Regions from separate parts of the Mus musculus genome. Here region 1 is linked to region 2. Evidence: chromatin contacts called from public promoter capture Hi-C data. All regions are on one chromosome and are shown on one strand. Each heading gives the region's core, a stretch centred on a gene start, on an enhancer-like site or on the middle of the called end of the contact. The rest is flanking DNA. Distances are from core to core; before and after follow the strand shown. Region 1 overlaps Ak9 (adenylate kinase 9). Region 2 holds the start of Slc22a16 (solute carrier family 22 (organic cation transporter), member 16).

What was found. Promoter capture Hi-C pulls out the DNA fragments that hold promoters and counts their contacts.
Region 1: a promoter capture Hi-C map of embryonic stem cells shows a contact between it and region 2, with 4 times the contacts expected there. The contact joins the enhancer-like site here to the promoter of Slc22a16 in region 2. A contact is called at or near these places in 7 of 39 promoter capture datasets (the 3T3-L1 cell line, cranial neural crest, embryonic stem cells and 3 more) and 1 of 484 Hi-C or Micro-C datasets (cerebral cortex).

What each region holds. Positions count from the first base shown.
Region 1 is chr10:41,397,427-41,403,174 of GRCm38.p6, reverse strand. It overlaps Ak9 (adenylate kinase 9), which reads right to left. Exons shown (of 40, transcript NM_001370813.1): 27 at 3,284-3,503; 28 at 878-943. Among named protein-coding and RNA genes, the nearest start is that of Gm25626, 12 kb to the right of the region's middle. Within about 2 kb of position 1,859, at least 5 of the 459 cell types and tissues checked have an H3K27ac peak or open chromatin away from gene starts, as enhancers often do. A contact at or near this core is called in embryonic stem cells, where this site is marked.
Region 2 is chr10:40,569,058-40,574,529 of GRCm38.p6, reverse strand. Slc22a16 (solute carrier family 22 (organic cation transporter), member 16) reads right to left here and starts at 4,168. Exons shown (of 8, transcript NM_027572.1): 1 at 4,009-4,168; 2 at 428-907. The coding sequence starts at 4,061.

The DNA.
Region 1 (5,748 bases), core at 610-3,109, 830 kb before region 2:
GACCTCAACAAACATGCATGCAGGTCCCTCCCTCTCTCGCACACACAGTAATACATCAATCCTAGGAGTTTAGTGTATAAATTATTTTAGTGGGATACATAGTCAATTTTATGAAGAACACGTCTTAGTAGAAAATTTACAGCATTCTATTTTCTACAAAGCAGAATACTACATCTTTGAATAAAAAAAAAGGAATTTGGTATTGAACATAAAACTGGAATACATTGACAGAGCTCTAATAGGAGAGGCCTTAGTTTCAGATCCTGTTGCATTGGCTAGATGTGGTCATGATAAATTTCATCTTTCTAGCCACACTTTAAGGCTCAGACATAAGATTACTAAAGGGCAGGCAAGAATGATTATAAAACAATGCCCTAACTGCCTCACATTATCTCCAGTTCAGCATTTAGGAGTTAATCCATGAGGCCTTATGCCCAAACATATTTGGCAAATGGATGTAACTCATTATGTAGAATTTGGAAAATTGACATATATACATGTTTGTATTGACACTTGTTCAGGATTCCTTTTTGCTTCTCTGCATACGAGAGAAGCCTCTAGAAATGTAATTGATCATTGTTTACAAGCCTCTAATTCTATGGAATTACCTAAAGTCTTTAAGACAGATAATGGGCCATCCTATACTGGCAACAATTTTATATCATACCAAAAATAAAAGAAATAAATTTTACTAATCCCCTTTAAACCCAGTGTGAGTTCCTGTACACTTTTAAACACGGCCTTCTCCTTCTTCCACTGTTGAGACTATGGTGTTTTATACACACACACACACACACACACATATACATATACATACACACATATATATATATATATATATATATATATATATATATATATATAATATTCTACTTACGTCTTCTCTCCTTTTTTTCTCTCTCTCCAAAATAAGTTCAGCTCTCCTTTTAGCGACCATGTCCTCCTGTTGAGGAAACATTTACAGGTTTACAATGGACAAATATGATAAAAATCACTTGCTGTGTATGTGTTAATGTACCTTTTCAAGCTGGGGCTAAGGTGTGGTGGAAGGTAGGGACCTCACCAGGAAAATACGTGATGGTGACTGACTTAGCACATCCTTGCCCTTCTAGGCTATCGCCCTCCCAAGTGTTGAAAATGTTTGGAAATCTATTTTCCTTATGGTGTAGACAGGTCTTTGGAAGCACAGCTGTGTCTCCGTGGAAAGTGTATACGCATACCTTGGAGGGCTGTGGGAAGCATATACGCATACCTTGGAGGGCCGTGGAAAGCATATACGTATACCGTGGAGGGGATACGCTCAGGCTCAGGGAGGGTGAAGGATTAGGTCCTGCTCTTCTCCGGGTCTGACATAGTGTATCTGTTCAAACATCCTCAGGGTTTTGGTGTTGCTTAGCTCAGGATTCCCCAAAGTTTAACTAATTACAGTGTGCCCGACAGAGGCTGGCACTGTCTTGGGCATTACAATATATATCCTTTCACTTTCTTCTCAAAACACATCATCAAAGCAGGCAATGCCCCTATTCTAAGGGTGTGATAGTGGGGATCCCTAGAGAACTGTACAACAGCACCCAGGGTGGGGCTCCCTGATAAGGAAAGCCAGAAGCACCTCGTCTGGCTGCCCTAGTGAAGGGCTTATTACACCTACTGGAGCTAAAAACACTGCTAGGAAATGGATTTGGACAACACTGGGAGTTCTAACCCTGACAGTGAGACTTGACTCAGACATTTAGAGGGCTGGTCTGTGAGGAATTGGAATGATGAATGAATGGGACAGTTTAGGGGCCAGTCCAGGAGAGAGCACCGGCAGGTCACCGGCAGGTCACAGATCCGGATAGTTAGTTGTGGGTGGGAGCTTTACTCTGCTCTCTCAATGCCCCACCAAGCCCATCACAGAGCCCATCAACTGCTGCTGTGCCTGACAGAGGCCTCCTGGGAGGCCTGAAACCCACTAATTTAGAAAGACAATGGAGTACTACTCAGCAATTAAAAATAATGAATTCATGAAATTCTTAGACAAATGGATGGACCTGGAGTTAACTCAATCACAAAAGAATACACATGGTATGCCCTCACTGTTAAGTGGATATTAACCAAGAAACTTAGAATATCCAAAATACAATTTGCAAAACACATGAAACTCAAGAAGAAGGAAGACCAAAGTGTGGATACTTCGTTCCTTCTTAGAATGGGGAACAAAATACCCATGGAAGTTGTTACAGAGACAAAGTTTGGAGCTAAGACAGAAGGAAAGACCATCCAGAGACTGTCCCACCCGGGATCCATCCCATATACAACCACCAAACCCAGACACTATTGCATATGCCAGAAAGATTTTGCTGACAGGACCCTGACATATCTTGTGAGTCTATGCCAATGCCTGGCAAATACAGAAGTGGATGCTCACAGTTATCTATTGGATGGAGCACAGGGCCTCTATGAAGGAGCTAGAGAAAGTACCCAAGGAGCTAAAGGGGACTGCAACCCTATAGGAGGAACAATGATATGAACTAACCAGTATCCCCCAGATCTGTGTCTCTAGTAGCATATGTAGCAGAGGATAGCCTAGTAGGCCATCAATGGGAGGAGAGGCCCTTGGTATTGCCCTAGTACAGGGGAATGCCAGGGTCAGGAAGCGGGGAGTGGGTGGGTTGGGGAGCAGGGCAGGGGAGGGTATAGGGGACTTTGGGGATAGCATTTGAAATGTAAATGAAGTAAATACCTAATAATAAAAACAAGAAAGGCAAGCATTAACATGGTGGAAAAAAGCTTCAAAGAAGTCCTGCATTTGGGAGGCAGAGACAAGGGATGTCTGAGTTCAAGGGCAGCCTGGTCTACAGAGTTTCAAGACAGACAGGTCTACATAGAGAGACGCTGTACAAAAACCAAAACCAAAACCAAAACCAAAACCAAAACCAAAACCAAAACCAAAACCAAAACCAAAACCAAAAAAGCTTCAAATAGTTTTAAATTCATATTAAAGGATGAAAACTTTGATGAAAAATGTCTTCATGCTTACTGCAGCATTAAAATTTGAAACTTTCAGCAGGGCGTGGTGGTGCATGCCTTTAATCCCACCACTCAGGAGGCAGAGGCAGGCGGATTTCTGAGTTTGAGGCAGCCTGGTCTACAAAATGAGTTCAAGGACAGCCAGGGCTATACAGAGAAACCCTGTCTCAAAAAACAAAAACCAACAACAACAACAAAAAAAAATCGAAACCTTGTTTTTGTGAACATTACTTAGAAACCCAATTAGGTGATAAACAGACATCTTCCCGTGTACCTTGATTTTTGTCTTCAGGTCTTTGATGAGTTTTTTCCTCTCTAATTTCTTGTGCTGTTTTGTCTTCCACTTCTGAACTTGGGCAGGAAGGAGACGATCAAAGATATCTTGATCATCGACTTGTATTATAACGGCGGCATCTGGGAAAAATCCACGCTCGCCCAGAAACTGGGCCTCCTCAGGGTGCCGCGGGAAGCCGTCCAGTATGAAGCCTGTGGAGCTAGGTAGAAAATTTTATAATTTGCTTAAAACATCATTAATATTCCAGAGAAGCCACACCCAAAAGACAAACATCAAATGTTTTTCTCTTATTAAGATCAATCAATCAATCAATCTATCAATCTATCATCTACCTAGCTTTCAATTTCTATATGACATTTATTAACATGAAAGCAGAAGAGGAACCATTTTGTGAGAGGAAATAAATCAGTGGGAGATTATATCTATATATTTATATTTATATCTATATATGAAAATGTCATAGTCAGCTCATTATTTTGTATGATAACAAAAATCAAATAGAAAAAATATATTATAGATCTACTTATACTATGTATTGCCCAAGCTTTTGTCCCCGCCGGCAAGAACACACTCAGGACAACCGGAATCTTCTGCGGCAAAGCTTTTATTGCTTACTTATCAGGAGGGAAGACCCCGAACCAGGAAAATGGCGCTGCTTATATAGCCCACAGCGTGACGTTTCAGCACCTGATGTGGCGTGACAGCTCTTGATTCGTTGCTCGCCCATCACCCCATTACTACGCTGCGAGATGGGCAGTGACTAGGCGTGAGTTCACTCCTGCACTTGCGCATAAGGCTTGTTTACTAGTTAGGCGCAGTGGAAGCCAGCGCCATCTTATAATGGCGATTGCTCGCGGCACGCACGCGATTGCTCGACTCTGCCTCTATGTTCCAGAATTTATGTTTTACTTATCCCAGACATTTGAGTTTGCTAAAATGTGGCAAAAAATATGACTCTTGAAATCTTGGCCTAGCACTGGTATCTAAAAATCTAGCAGAACCTAGTTTAGTTCTCGACTCTTCTCAGATTTCCCTGCCTGCTGCAAAGCCTGCAGGTTTTTACTCGCCCCCAATCCCCAGGTACTATCTCCGCTTAGATCATAGAGTTTAGCATGTACTGATGAATTTTCACTTTATTCGATGGGTAATAAATAGTTTAAAGAATTTATACCTCTCCCACTTGCCAGCCCCTTTTAGTCTGAGAAGTTTTTATTTATTTATTTATTTATTTTTATTTGTTGTTGTTTTGTTTTTAGACAAGGTCTCAGTATGTAACCCTGGCTGGCCTGGAACCTGCTTTGTAGACCAGAGTGGCCTCAAATTCACAAAGATCGCTTGCCTTGGTCTCTTGAGTGCAGTGATTAAGGGTGGGCACTACCATGTAAGACTTTGGGAAATTTTTAGGTGGCTTGGATATACAGGTATGTAAAATAACTCTACAAATCAAACTTCAGTGATAACAAACTTGTTTTAAAACAATTCCTTGGCAATACACATAATTTTACCATCTGTTAAAAACTTATGTGCTTGCTTATTTTCATGTAAAAACAAGGAGGATCTCTGTGCGTTTGAGGCTACCCTGATCTACGCTAAGCGAGTTCTAGGTCAGTTAGCACTGCACAATGAGATCTCATCTCAACAAACAAGAAACCAGCAGGAAAACCAAGCAAACAAAGAATAAAATCTTGGCTAAGTATTTGATGCTTAGGATATACAGCATCTTCCATGTTCCTCAGACATGTGGTGATAGTGCTGAGGTCAGCACTGTGGATAAAAATGGAACGCAAAAGGGCAACAGCATTCTTAGGACCATTTCAAGAATTATTGAAAATTCTGTCCCAATCCTAAGTCAAAATTCCTCGGATGACTTTTCATGAAAACCAACTCATCAACTCAAACAGCAAACCTTAAAATTAAATCCTCTAACAATGCAACTCTGATGCTGTTGTGCTCAAGAGCAACAGGAGACTATCAAGTCTTTGCTTTCCGTTAAGCCATTGTGTTTCTATGAGAGCTGAAAGCATTGCATGTGCCAAAACCACTGCAGTTCATGGCACATACTAGCTGTGTGTGTGTGTGTGTGAGAGTGTGTGTGTGTGTATGTGTATGCCTGTGTGTGTTTGAGTGTGTGTGTGTATGCCTGTGTGTGTATGCCTGTGTGTGTTTGAGTGTGTGTGTGTGTATGCCTGTGTGTGTGTGTATTAAAAATATCCTTTACTGTTGCCAAACTTTCTGTGATTCCTACACTGGAATTTTTATATGATTCTGTTTCTATCAACCCAGAGTTCAAGAAGCAGGGGCAGACATGATATTTGTTTTCTTCAAAGTGTATAAAACTGGATTAAAATAATATTTGTGCTTGTAATATAAAATTGCAGTTATCTTGCTGATAACTAATAGTTGGAAGCTTATTAAAAGTCCAAGTTCTCGGCTCAGGAGAAGAA
Region 2 (5,472 bases), core at 2,919-5,418:
AGTTCAAATCCCAGCAACCACATGGTGGCTTACAACCATCTGTAACAAAAATCTGATGCCCTCTTTTGGAGTGTCTGAAGACAGCTACAGTGTACACACATTAAATAAATAAATAAATCTTAAAAAAAAAAAAAAAAAAGAAGGCTTCAGGATGAATGATTTTGTGGGGCAACTAGCATTCCAAAACAGATGCGTCTGTTTTCCCAGCAAGCACAGCTAATTGGCAGTACAGGCAGCATCAAAGGCCAGGTGGGCTGCTCAGTCGGTCATCTTTCCACTGTGTTACTCTGCGTGCCTAACTGATGGATCAGCAGGAGGGTACCCGTTAGACAGGAAGTATGAAAATAACTAGGCCTTTGGACATAGGAAACCCAGACAGAAAGTTGAATCCTACACCATGCAACAGAGCTAAATATTGCATTTTTACCTGTCAGAAAGGTAGCTAAAAGTAATTGATCCCAGCATCACGCCAAATATAATCAAGGGCTGGATCATTCTTGCATACCATTTCTGATCACAGACCAGGTTGAAATTTCTCACCGCAGAATTCCTCCATTTGCTCTGATCATAGACGTAGCCATCGAAGCAAGGACTGTCATGCTTATAACCACTGTACTCATAGCCCAAATGTGACGTGTTCTCCCTCCAAGTCCTGCTACATCTCGTGAGTTCCCAGATCTCCCCATCCTGCAGCTCCACCATGATGTGATCTTTGTGCTCTGGTGACCGCAGAGCCAATATGTCCTCCAACCTCCAAGCAGATACGTTGTGGAAAACAGCCTTCCGCACCATGCCTGGGGGCTTGCACGCATGCTCAGGGATAATTGACAGGAACACAGAAGACAGATAGTGGATACCACAAGAGAGGCTCTGGTAGGCACATATCAGATACAGGACTATCTGGAACCTATAAAAGAAAAGAGGGGGGAGCTAGTGACTATTGCTGGCCTATCAGTGGGGAAAGGACACAGGTAAATACGATGGGTTTCCATCAGATTGACCTTAGTACACTTATATGCTTATAGATAGGTAAATACAGAAATAATTGCAGGTGCTTCTCTCTCTCTCTCTCTCTCTCTCTCTCTCTCTCTCTCGTGTGTGTGTGTGTGTGTGTGTGTGTGTGTGTGTGTGTGTGTGTTTTCAAGTACATTCACTAAGTTTTAGTTCCATGCCCATTAAGTCATTCCAGCATACAAGGTTGCAAGCTAGTTCAAGTTTATTGAGCAAACAACCTTTGCCCAACAAGGAAGTCGTCAGAAAGCCAATTTAACCTAAGAAAACTTCATATTTACTATTTTTTTCAAACCGAACATGAGAATATCTCTACTTTTCAACAAGCAATTGAGCACCAAGTGTCACCATTTCCCCTTGAAGGTAATAAAACCTCTCGGTGTGACCTGAAGTCAACAGCAAGTTTGCTCATTCTGCTAGATCCTTGACAGGAAAATATTCTGATGTCTTGTAACACAGTGGCCTCTGGGCCTCTAACTGCAAAACAGTGAGAGCCTGGCTGTTTGTCAGTGGGCAATTGGTTAAAGTTAACCAAGCACACACTAACAGCCTGGGAGATGCGGAATCCAGTGGTATTAAGTTTTTACTCAAAAAGCTGCAGTATACAGTCAAGTGTGAGTCATTTGGAAAAATGAAGTCTCAACTGAGAAAATGCCATCATTTTGGCCTGTTGTAGGCATGTCTATGGTGAGTTTTCTTAACTTGACTGATATGGGAGAGCCCCATTCAGTGCTACCCCTGGGCAGGTGGTCTTGGGGCTATATAAGAAAGCAGGTTGAGCAAGCCATGTAAGAGCAAGCCAGGAGTGGAACCCCTCCATGGGCTCTGCTCCAATTCAGTTCCTGTCTCTGGGTTCCGGCCTTGAGTTTTTGGCTTCCCTCAGTGGACTATGACCCAAGCAAGATATGGAAGCCAAATAAAGCCATTCCTGCCACGCCTGCCGCACAAACACAAGGACCTGAACTCAGATCCCCAGCTCCCATTTGGTAAGCCAGGTGAGCCAGCAGGTACCTGTATTATCAGTGTTGGCAGGGTGAACCGAGGATCCCTGAGGCTGTACTGGCCATGCCTAGCCTCTGAGTGAGCTCCAGATTCTGTGAGAGACCCTAACCTGAAAAGTATGAAGGAGGAGCTGGAGAGATGGCGAGATGGTTAAGAGCTCTTACTGACATACAAAAAGACCAGAGTTCTCTGTCTCACTACCCACATAGAGCTAGCAAATGCCATTAACTCAAGCTCCAAAGGAATATGACAGCCACTCTGGCCTTGTTGTACATACACACACACACACACACACACAAAGCACACACACACACAAAGCACACATGCACATATACATATAAATAAGTTTAATTAAAATTTTAAAATAATAAAATGGAGAGCAACCCAGGAGGACACCCAACAGCTGACCTTTGGCTTCCACATGCCCATGCGTATTCACACACAAAATAAAGTTAACTCAAAATCAACAGAAGGACCGACTAGAGCAGAGGGAGAAAACAGGAGGTGGTATCTATCAGGCTGACCTCACTTTCTGCTGTGAGCATTTGGCCCTTCCCTCCTGCAAGCTGCTCCCCAGGTCCACCCCCTGCAACCCGCTCACCATCATGGAGCAAGCCTGGGGACAGCAGCATGGTGCCTGAGTAACCCAGTGGTACAGATTCCATGCCCAGCTGTCTCCCACTGGAATCCAGACTGGCCTAGGACTCACTGTGGAGGCCAGACTGGCCTCAAGCACTCAGCAGTCCCTGCCTCCATCTCCCAAGGGCTGGGATTATAAGTACCAGCCACCATGCCTGGCTACTGAGTGGTTTTTAACCTCAAACTGTAACTAAACACTAACTTCTATGATTGCTTTAATTAGCTCCCTGAACACAAGGAGAAAATGAGACATTATTACCATCTGCCATGTAGGTGAGTGTCTGTAGAAACCTCGGGTAACCTTTTCTTTTTATTGTTTCTTTTCTTTTTATTTTTAACCTTTTTAAAGATTTTTTAGCCTTTATTTTTTATGTGAACGGGTATCCATGTGAGTCTGTACCCATGCATGTTGGATTCCCTGGGATCTGAGTTACAGACGGTTGTGAGCTGCCGTGGTGAGCTGCCGTGTGGGTGCTTGGAATTGAGCCTAGGTCTTCTGGAAGAGCAACCAGTGCTCTTAACCCCTGAGCCATCTCTCCAGCTCCCAACCCCGCCCCCCACTTTTAAGTGGTATCTTCCTATGTAGCTTAGGCTGGCCAGGAGCTTTCTGTCACCTTCCCAGAACTAGGGCTACATATGCGGACCACTTCTAACTGCAACATGTATTTCTACAGTTATTTGTAAGCATCTAAGGTACATTGTTCACCCAGTTTTTCAGATGGTGTGGTGGTAAATGAAACATTCAGGCCCATTATAGTTCCTATGTGAGAGCTGATCCTTCACCCCCACGTTAGTCTGCTATGGGTCTTCTATGAGCACACTGCCTCCATTTCCCAGTCATTCAGACATGGACTCCAACTTGCCTTTTGCAGTGACCATGAAATTAAGGGATGCATGCATACGTTGGGTATCTATATGAAAGCAAAGGCTAACCATCAGCCAGGAAAACCTGCCAGGCCCAAAGGGAAAGCACTCTAGGGTACATATAGGTATTCATCCTGGACAGTGGAAAAGAACACGGTTGGGCTGGGGGGTTTTCTACACCTGGGACCGTGCCTTCCAATAGTGTTTTTTTCCCCCAGTTGGTGGTCCAGAGAGCACACCAAGTCCCAACTGACCCGAAGGGGTGCGAATACTGCCTGCACCTGCCAAGTCCAAGCAGAGTCCGGCGCCTCCTGTGGCCAATGGACAAAAGGACAAGCCAGGTCATGGGTTGTTGGCCAGACTTGTGCATGCATTGGGCAAATAGGGGGTTGAGAAGCTGTGGAACCTATCCCAACCGACAGAAACAGACACCTCAGCGCCCCGATCACGTGCCACCCGACTCTGGCTCCATGTCCTGTTCTGTCTCCCTACCTGCCGAAGTGTCCTATGTGGTCAAAAATCAGCTCCACGTTGCAGGACTCCATGTCCGGGTGGCAGTGCTGAGCGCCCTGGACTTGGAGCACCGCACCCGACCCGCCTCACCTGCCCGTGGCCTTGGGTGCCCCTGCTGGGGAGGCCGCCCTCCTTCCTTCCCAGCAGTCCAAGCGTCTCAGGGATGCCACGTGAGGCACATCCTGCTGCTCCATTGCACGTGCGTCAACTCCTGCTGGATGCTTTCCCACCCTCTCCATCCTGCTCCCATGACCCCACAACTCAGGGAGGCGTCAACACTTCTAGGAAGTTTAGGAAATGCAGAGCCCCTGGCTTGGTCTGGGGACTTCAAAAGCACCCCATCTTCAGCAGGACACGCCTTTGCTCCCTAAACTTTCATGCTTAGGAATCCACTGTGTGGTGGGTTTTAAGTACACATTTATTATTCCACTCCCAGAGATTCAGCGGACCTGAAGTGAAATCAGGAATGATTTTGTTATTGTTTCATGGAGTGGGGATGGGCGGGGGGGGGGGGGGGGGTTGTAGGTCTATTTATGTATCTATGTTGTTTTGTTTTGTTTTGTTTTGTTTTGTTTTGTTTTGTTTTGTTTTGTTTTGTGATAGTGTCTAGCTATGTAGCCGAGGTAGCCTGGTCCAACCCAAGAGCTTCCTGCCTCTGCCTGCTGCGCCCACCTCTCATCCTCCAACTCTGGCCTCCACAGGCACCGCACTTAGGAGCACGAATTCAGGCATAACACATACACGATTTCAAAAGAAAAGGAACTTTGTCACAGTATATTTCTCTGCCCACCCCCATGCTTTTCTTCTTCTTCAAACAGCACTTCTTTTAAAAATATACCTTTTTTATTAATTGAGAATTTTATATATGCATAAAATGTATTTTGATTATATTCATCCCCTTCTCCTCCCCCTAATTCCTCCAGGTCCACCTCCCCATCCACCTCTAATTTGTCCAATTAGTGCCCCCCCACACACACACACACAAAGAAAGAAACAAACAAACAAAAAACCACTAGTCAAATTTGCACTGCCCATAGGTAGTAATCAGCCTTCCCAGAGGTCAACAACTCTCCCTCACTCCTCAGTCAGGGCTCTAAACTGAAGAGCTCCGCCCACCGCATGCTGAAGTGTTTTCTAGCTTGATCTTAAGCAGGTCTTGTACAGGAATCACAGCCGCGGTTGAGTTGCAGAGTATGATGGTCTTGCCACACCCAGAAGATGCTGCTTTTGATACCGTCTTCCCTGACCTCTGCCTCTTAGAATATCTCCCCCTCTCCTCCCCTCTCCTCCCCTCTCCTCTCATCTCTCCCTCTCCTTCCTCTCTCCCTTCCTCTCTCCCTCTCCCACTCCCCTCCCCCCATCCTCCCTCTCTCCCCCTCTGACTCTTCTGTATACTTCTCCATCACTATCTCCACCCTTTTTTTTTAATCATTCCATTCATTT